Regions from separate parts of the Mus musculus genome. Here region 1 is linked to region 2. Evidence: chromatin contacts called from public promoter capture Hi-C data. All regions are on one chromosome and are shown on one strand. Each heading gives the region's core, a stretch centred on a gene start, on an enhancer-like site or on the middle of the called end of the contact. The rest is flanking DNA. Distances are from core to core; before and after follow the strand shown.

The links. Promoter capture Hi-C pulls out the DNA fragments that hold promoters and counts their contacts.
Region 1: a promoter capture Hi-C map of liver shows a contact between it and region 2, with 2.5 times the contacts expected there. The contact joins the promoter of Dchs2 here to the promoter of Glrb in region 2. A contact is called at or near these places in 1 of 39 promoter capture datasets (liver) and 1 of 484 Hi-C or Micro-C datasets (embryonic stem cells).

The regions. Positions count from the first base shown.
Region 1 is chr3:83,126,021-83,129,199 of GRCm38.p6, forward strand. It overlaps Dchs2 (dachsous cadherin related 2), which reads left to right and starts at 1,507. Exons shown (of 20, transcript NM_001357165.2): 1 at 1,507-3,179. The coding sequence starts at 1,928. It overlaps Gm10710 (predicted gene 10710), which reads right to left. Exons shown (of 1, transcript NM_001358023.1): 1 at 1-3,179. The coding sequence starts at 2,066. The coding sequence ends at 1,542.
Region 2 is chr3:80,911,911-80,915,202 of GRCm38.p6, forward strand. It overlaps Glrb (glycine receptor, beta subunit), which reads right to left and starts at 1,750. Exons shown (of 10, transcript NM_010298.6): 1 at 1,607-1,750; 2 at 58-208. The coding sequence starts at 179.

The DNA.
Region 1 (3,179 bases), core at 257-2,756, 2.2 Mb after region 2:
CTTTAGAAACAGTCTGAATGCTTGGTGGAGAACCACCTCAGAAGGGACCAGTGGTGGCAGTAGTTGTGGTGCTTTGTAAGACTCCTGATGCCTTTGCATTAAGTTGGAAAGAAGACTCCAAAGGCTCAAGCCTGATCTCCCAAATGCTTAAAGGCACTTGATCGATAAAAGGGAGGCTGACATTATTTTAATAGCATCTCTGGTTACATACAACACTGCCAAGAAAATCATTTGATTATTATTTTTTCAGGGGTACAGGTTGGTGTGGCTGCTAATTAGCAATGGCATGCATAGGCCACTCAATATAAGAAGGCGTTTCACTGGGGTTTCTGGGGAACTGTATGCTGGCCTTTTGGTCTCCCCCTAGCACAGAACAGTATCTAGGAAATTAATTCTTCCTTCTGGCTGAAATGCAAAATTGCAGAAACCTTTTGCTACATATGGCTGGCCGCTCTCAAGAGAGCAGACTCCTCTGGTGGAGCATACTTTATTAGAGGCCATTTGTCAGTTTCCATCTATAGCTGTGGATAGCAGGAGAGAAGCCCGAGACTACACAGGCTGAGGTGAATTGTCTTTGGATTCAACCCTAAGCTACTTTGGAAGAGCTATCAGATCCCTGCAAGGTTCTTCTCATAGGGCTGGAGGTAAAGCCGTGTGCTGGGGCTTATGCCACAAGGTCAATCCGCACATAAATCATCATCATAAAATATGCTGGCAGGTATGATGGCGCTGGATGCCTAAAAAGGTCCGCAAGCTCCATCCATTGTTGTCATCACAGGTGGCAGAGGGGAGTGACAAGACACTAGCACGCTGCTAAATAGTAGCTCGGCATAATAAAGCGTGCCATGTGTGTCACAGATTTTTTCGGGATTTCTGGAAGTTTTCTTTCTCCTTTCTTCTTCTTCTTTTTTTTTTCTCCAAGTTCCGCCTTCCCTGCTTTACAGTCAAACTGGCCCCAGCTGTGCATCTCCTTTTGACTCCATCTGTCCTTCCGCTGAGGAGGTGGGGTTCTCTCGCCAAATAGAGAGCACAAGTTTGTCTCCTTAAAGTGACCATATAACCCCCACCTTACATGGAGCCATGGGCAGGCTCGCTGCAGGGGCTGTTCTGAGGATGGAGAGAGCGAGCTTAGGGGCAAGCTACTGGCCTCTTCCCTAACCCAGTACACTTTGCACGCAAAGCCAAGCCAGACAACCCCATCAGCGTCACTGTCTGGGGCTGCGTGTCCATCCGGCTAGCCGTTTTTTAGTCCTTCTACAGAACCGAGGCTCGCAGGTTGGAATTCATCCCGGTGCGAGCCGCATCACGCACGGGGAGGGGACTAAGGAGTAGGAGGCCCAGTCAGAGGGGGCTCCACGGAGTCCCCAGCGCCGGGAGACGCGGGAGGTGGAGTGGGGTGGGTGGGGGAGCGGCCGCCCCTGTAGCAGTCTGCTGCCCGAGCGGCCCCTCCCACCGTTCCTCCCGCCCCGCGCCCCCTCGGCCTCCCCGCCCTTTCTCCACCCCCTTCCCGGCCGGATCCCCTTCCTCTCCGTGTGCGCGCTTTAAATAATTTCCTCCTTTTTGGCAAAAGAAATAATGCACCTGACTTTACCAGGGGGAAACAGCCAGCCGAGCAGAACAAGGAACAGATGTAAAAGGAATAGAAGAAGAGAGAAAAAGCGATGGGACTCCCTTAAAGACATCCAGAGGCTGGAGAGGTGGCCGCGGAGGCAGAGGCAGCTAGAGCCGCCCCCGCCTGCGTGAGCTGCGGCCAGAGGACGTCTGCACCAGTTGCAGATGCCACCTTGGGAACTCCCGGGTCTTTTCGTTTGTTTGCCAAAGTCTTTTCTTCCCTGGCTTAATACTGAAGAGGCTCCTGGGTTGCTCTGAGATCCCAATACAAGCTGGCAGCTAGCCGGAGCCTTCTTCCTAAAGAGCTGGAGGAGAAATGAGCCCTGCTGGGCGAAGGATGGGTGAAGGGCGTCAGCCGGCTGGGTCACCCCGTGGGCGGCCCCGCGGCGCCGGGGCGCAGAGCTCCCTGCTCCGGCTTTTCGTCCACGCCTGGCTGTGGGCAGCCTCGGGCTCATCTGCCCAGGTGTTCAACCTCAGCCTCTCGGTGGACGAGGGGCTGCCCCCAGACACACTGGTGGGTGACATTCGCGCGGGGTTGCCAGCAGCTCAGCAACAGGATGGGAATGGCTTTTTTCTTTCGGAGGACTCGGATGACTCCCCGCTGCTGGACGACTTCCACGTGCACCCGGACACTGGTATCATCCGCACCGCTCGGCGTCTGGACCGCGAGCGACAGGACCACTATAGCTTCGTGGCCGCCACGCTGTTGGGAGAGGTGGTACAGGTGGAGATCCGCGTCAACGACGTGAACGACCATTCCCCTCGCTTTCCCCGCGACTCCCTGCAGCTGGACGTGTCCGAACTCAGCCCGCCCGGGACAGCGTTCCGCCTGCCAGGAGCCCAGGACCCGGACGCGGGACTGTTCAGCATCCAGGGCTACACTTTGCTGCAAGCTTCTGACATGCCCCAGGATCCCACAGGACCCTTCTTCCAATTGCGCTATGGGACGCCGGGGTTACCGGCGTCGCCTTCCCTGCCGGTGTCCTCATCACCGCTGGAACCCTTAGACTTGGTGCTGCTGCGGCGCTTGGACCGAGAGGCGGCGGCAGCGCACGAGCTGCACATTGAAGCTTGGGACGGTGGCAGCCCTCGGCGCACCGGCCTCCTGCACGTGCAGCTGCGTGTGTTGGATGAGAACGACAACCCGCCAGTTTTCGAGCAGGGCGAGTACCGCGCCACAGTACGTGAGGACGCCCAGCCGGGCTCTGAGGTTTGTCGCGTGCGTGCTACTGATCGCGACTTGGGCCCCAATGGCTTGGTACGCTACAGTATCCGGGAGCGGCAAGTGCCCGTGGCGAGCGCAGGTGGTGGGCCACTGGGCGATCCGGGTTATTTTTCTGTGGAGGAGCTGAGCGGCGTAGTGCGGGTGCAAAGACCTTTAGACCGGGAGGAGCAGGCCTGGCACCAGTTGGTGGTCCAGGCCCGCGACGGGGGCGCCGAGCCAGAGGTAGCCACCGTGCGCGTGTCCATTGACGTGCTGGACGTGAATGACAACCCTCCTGCCATCCACCTGCTCTTCCTCACCGAGGGAGGTGCGGTCCAGGTCTCTGAGGGCGCCCACCCAGGCG
Region 2 (3,292 bases), core at 500-2,999:
TTCTAACAAAAGCAGCAACATCGCTCTGCAGAAGGATATACGATGTGAGGAACGTACGATGGGCACAAGTACTGCTTCTTTTTCCCCTTCCCTTTCTTGGAAGACTTTTCTTTAGCACAAGCGTCTTCAAACAACAAGGACATTAAAATAAAAAAGGAGATTGCCAACGAAAACTTCATCTTGAAAACGGAAGTTTCAGCAGCTCAATCTAGGAGAGAAAACAAGAAGGTATTCACACTTAGGGAGCATGTGATAAGCCTGTGACTTCCCTTTAAGGAGCTTCTCATGATGGCTACCCAACGGGCAATCGTATCTCAAATCCTACATCACTGAACGTTTGAGTGTCCTTTATATAGCAGGAAAGCCTATTTATAGTCATGGTGAGACTCAGTTCAAGTAAAGATATAGAGAAAACCAGGTTCTAGTAACAGACAATTGGAGATTGTACAATTTCCAAATCTGGGATTATATGAAATTAAAATTTGGCATTAAGTTGGAGAGTATTTCAAAATAGGTTCATACCTGTAAGGATACTTAACCCACTGTTAAAATGGTTCACTCTAGCTAGAACACTTGATGTCAAATTTTAAAATGTAGGTTGTATGGATTTCTATGCTTTTTTTTTTTTTTCAAAAAAAAATCACTAACGGACTTAATTCAAAGGAAAGCAACAAACAGAAAGGTAAAGGAAGACTGGCATGAAACACTCTAAACTCACTGCTTGTAAAATATCATTAAATTTGCATGCTACTTTGTACCCTAAAAATGCCATGCAGTAAGTTGACTTGTTAGTTTTCCCATTCGTGTGGGAACTCTTGTACCAGTCATCTTCAAAAGATAGTTCTGAGTAATAGTAAAGAAACAAAACTGGAAGTGTGCTTCAGATAATGTTCCTACCTACAAATTAACATCACTGCCTATGCCCAGAAGAGAATATCCTTGCCAAAGTACAATAAACAATACAGCAAACCCTCAAGCATTTACTAACAGCAGAATAGCTAAAAACAAACAACAACAAAAAACAAAACAAAACATCAACAACAAAAAAACCCTCTTCTGTGTGCTTTGTTTTCAGATCATAAAATTGTTTTCTGCAAACTGAGACCTAAACGCCCAATTCCCATCCCACTCTGTTATCTGGAGCACCAGTGTCCTGTATTTACCCGCCCCCTCTTCTCAGGTTCACCCCATATTTATCCTATACACCCCCAAAGCAGGCCCAAAGGGCATGTCACTAGGTCCTTCACCCGCAGCCACCTCTACCACTCTGGGATGAGAGTCCCAGTACTGCAATAGGTCTGTCCCCACTTGGCTCACAGCCCCTTATCCTCCTGGAGCGATGCTAGCTGCTACAGCCGGGCTCCCGCGCGACCCTTGTCCGCAAGGCTCTGTGGCTTTCCAGAACGGCCGGCCGCTGCAGGGCCAGGTGAGCCTCCCCACAGCACCCCAGGGCCCTCGGCGCCTCTGGTCCCCAAACCCCGGCCCCGGCCCCCGCGGGCATCGGACACTGCGTCTTGCACCGAGCCCGCCTCGGGCCCCAGCTCGGCCCCGCCGCAGTGCGCAGACCCGAAGCCCGCGCCGCAGGGAGCTCGCCGCCAGGCCTTACCGCACGCGCCCCTCAGCCCTCCGCCGAGGTGACGGCGGCGCAGGTGGCGGGCGCAGAGGCAGCTGCGACCAGCGAGTCCCGCCGCCGCCCGCGCCACCGCCGCCACCGCCGCCGCCGCCGAGTTTGACGCGCCTGCTCCGCCCCTGAGCGTGCGCCGTGGCGCGCCGCGGACAACTGCGGGGACCGCGGGCGGCGGAGGTCGCCACCGAGAGGGACGAGACGCTGCACGGTGGTGGTGGGGACGGGGATAAGGGAGGGAGAAGGGACCTTAGGGCTCTTTGGAGGGCATCATCGCAGGACCCCAGCGGGAGACTGTTAGAAAAGGAGCTAAAATAAAGGAGCAGGGCTCAAGAGGAGGTTTGTGGCACTAACTACATGATGTGGGACAGCAGTTGGCCTTCCTGAACCAAAGTGGACGAGATTCCTGTGGTTTCATCATCTTCTCTTTCTGCCTTCTATCTTAATGTCGGAATGATAATTCCAATTTCTGAAGTCTGATCTTTCTACTCAGGCTTCATGTGGTCAGAATCATTACAGTAGTATAGCATACATAGTGCAAGGAATGCTGCTCCTAACATTGGTTGCACAGTTGACATTGAGCACAACAGGGTCCCTTCATAGTGTCGCCACTGACCCTCAGTGTGTCTAGACAACTGTACATCCTTCTCAATTTTATAGACGGTGAAATTGAAATTCATGCCATTAAGAGATTCAATCACCTGGAGTTTACAGATCTTAAAAGAGATTTAGCAGTGATTTTGCATGGCAGTGCCAGTTAGTTTTTGCCTTTTGGTACTAAACTACTCTAGCTTTCATTTCCATAGTTAAGAAACAACTTCTTTTAAACTTAAGCACCCTACCCATTCCTTTAAGACCCCACAGGAGTTCATTCCCTCTCTTCATACAATTTCCCTTTCTGTGGGAAAATTGATGCCCCTTGCTTCTGTCGAATAAACGCAGTTTTGTTTGCTGAGGTCAGACTGTATCTCGGAATCCCATCTGCTTTCCTCAAGCTACTGCTGGAATATTATTATGCCCGTGCCTCCATGCCCACCTGATAATAACTCTTAAGGGAAGCCTAGCAGATTTGAACCCAAGTGAGCATGGTCCAGCCTTGTATGTAGAAGAGCAGATGTTCCACTAATTCATGTATAGGCCTGTTAAACATGAGAGAGGGGCATTCCCTCCACCCAGACACTGTCTTTCAGCTCCACAAAGCTTTCTGTGTCACAAGGGCAGCAATAACTAGGAAGCAATCCTTATTTCCATTGCTAAGTCACAGCTGCCTTGTTTTAAAGCTTCACTAAATAGAACAGCATGCCTTTTTTAATTATATCAAAACATGACCACACATTTTATTTTATTTTATTTTTATGTTTTGGATTTGTCAATTTGGTATCTCTTTCACATTTTTAAATATTTATTTATTTTTAACTGTCTTCATTAATTAAACTAATAAAATTTATTTTAAAATATACAATTCAGTATTTACATTTTTAAATCATCAAAATAATTTATAATAGTTAAATGCCTCTTAAATATACATGATATCTTCTGAAGCTAAAAGTAACACGCACTCAAACAGTTTTTAAGGTCTATTAGAAACATTAAACACAATAGAAGTAGAAAAAAATTCTCTTATGAAGTCCTCTATGTAAGGAAATTGTGACAGGTTCCTGATTAGAC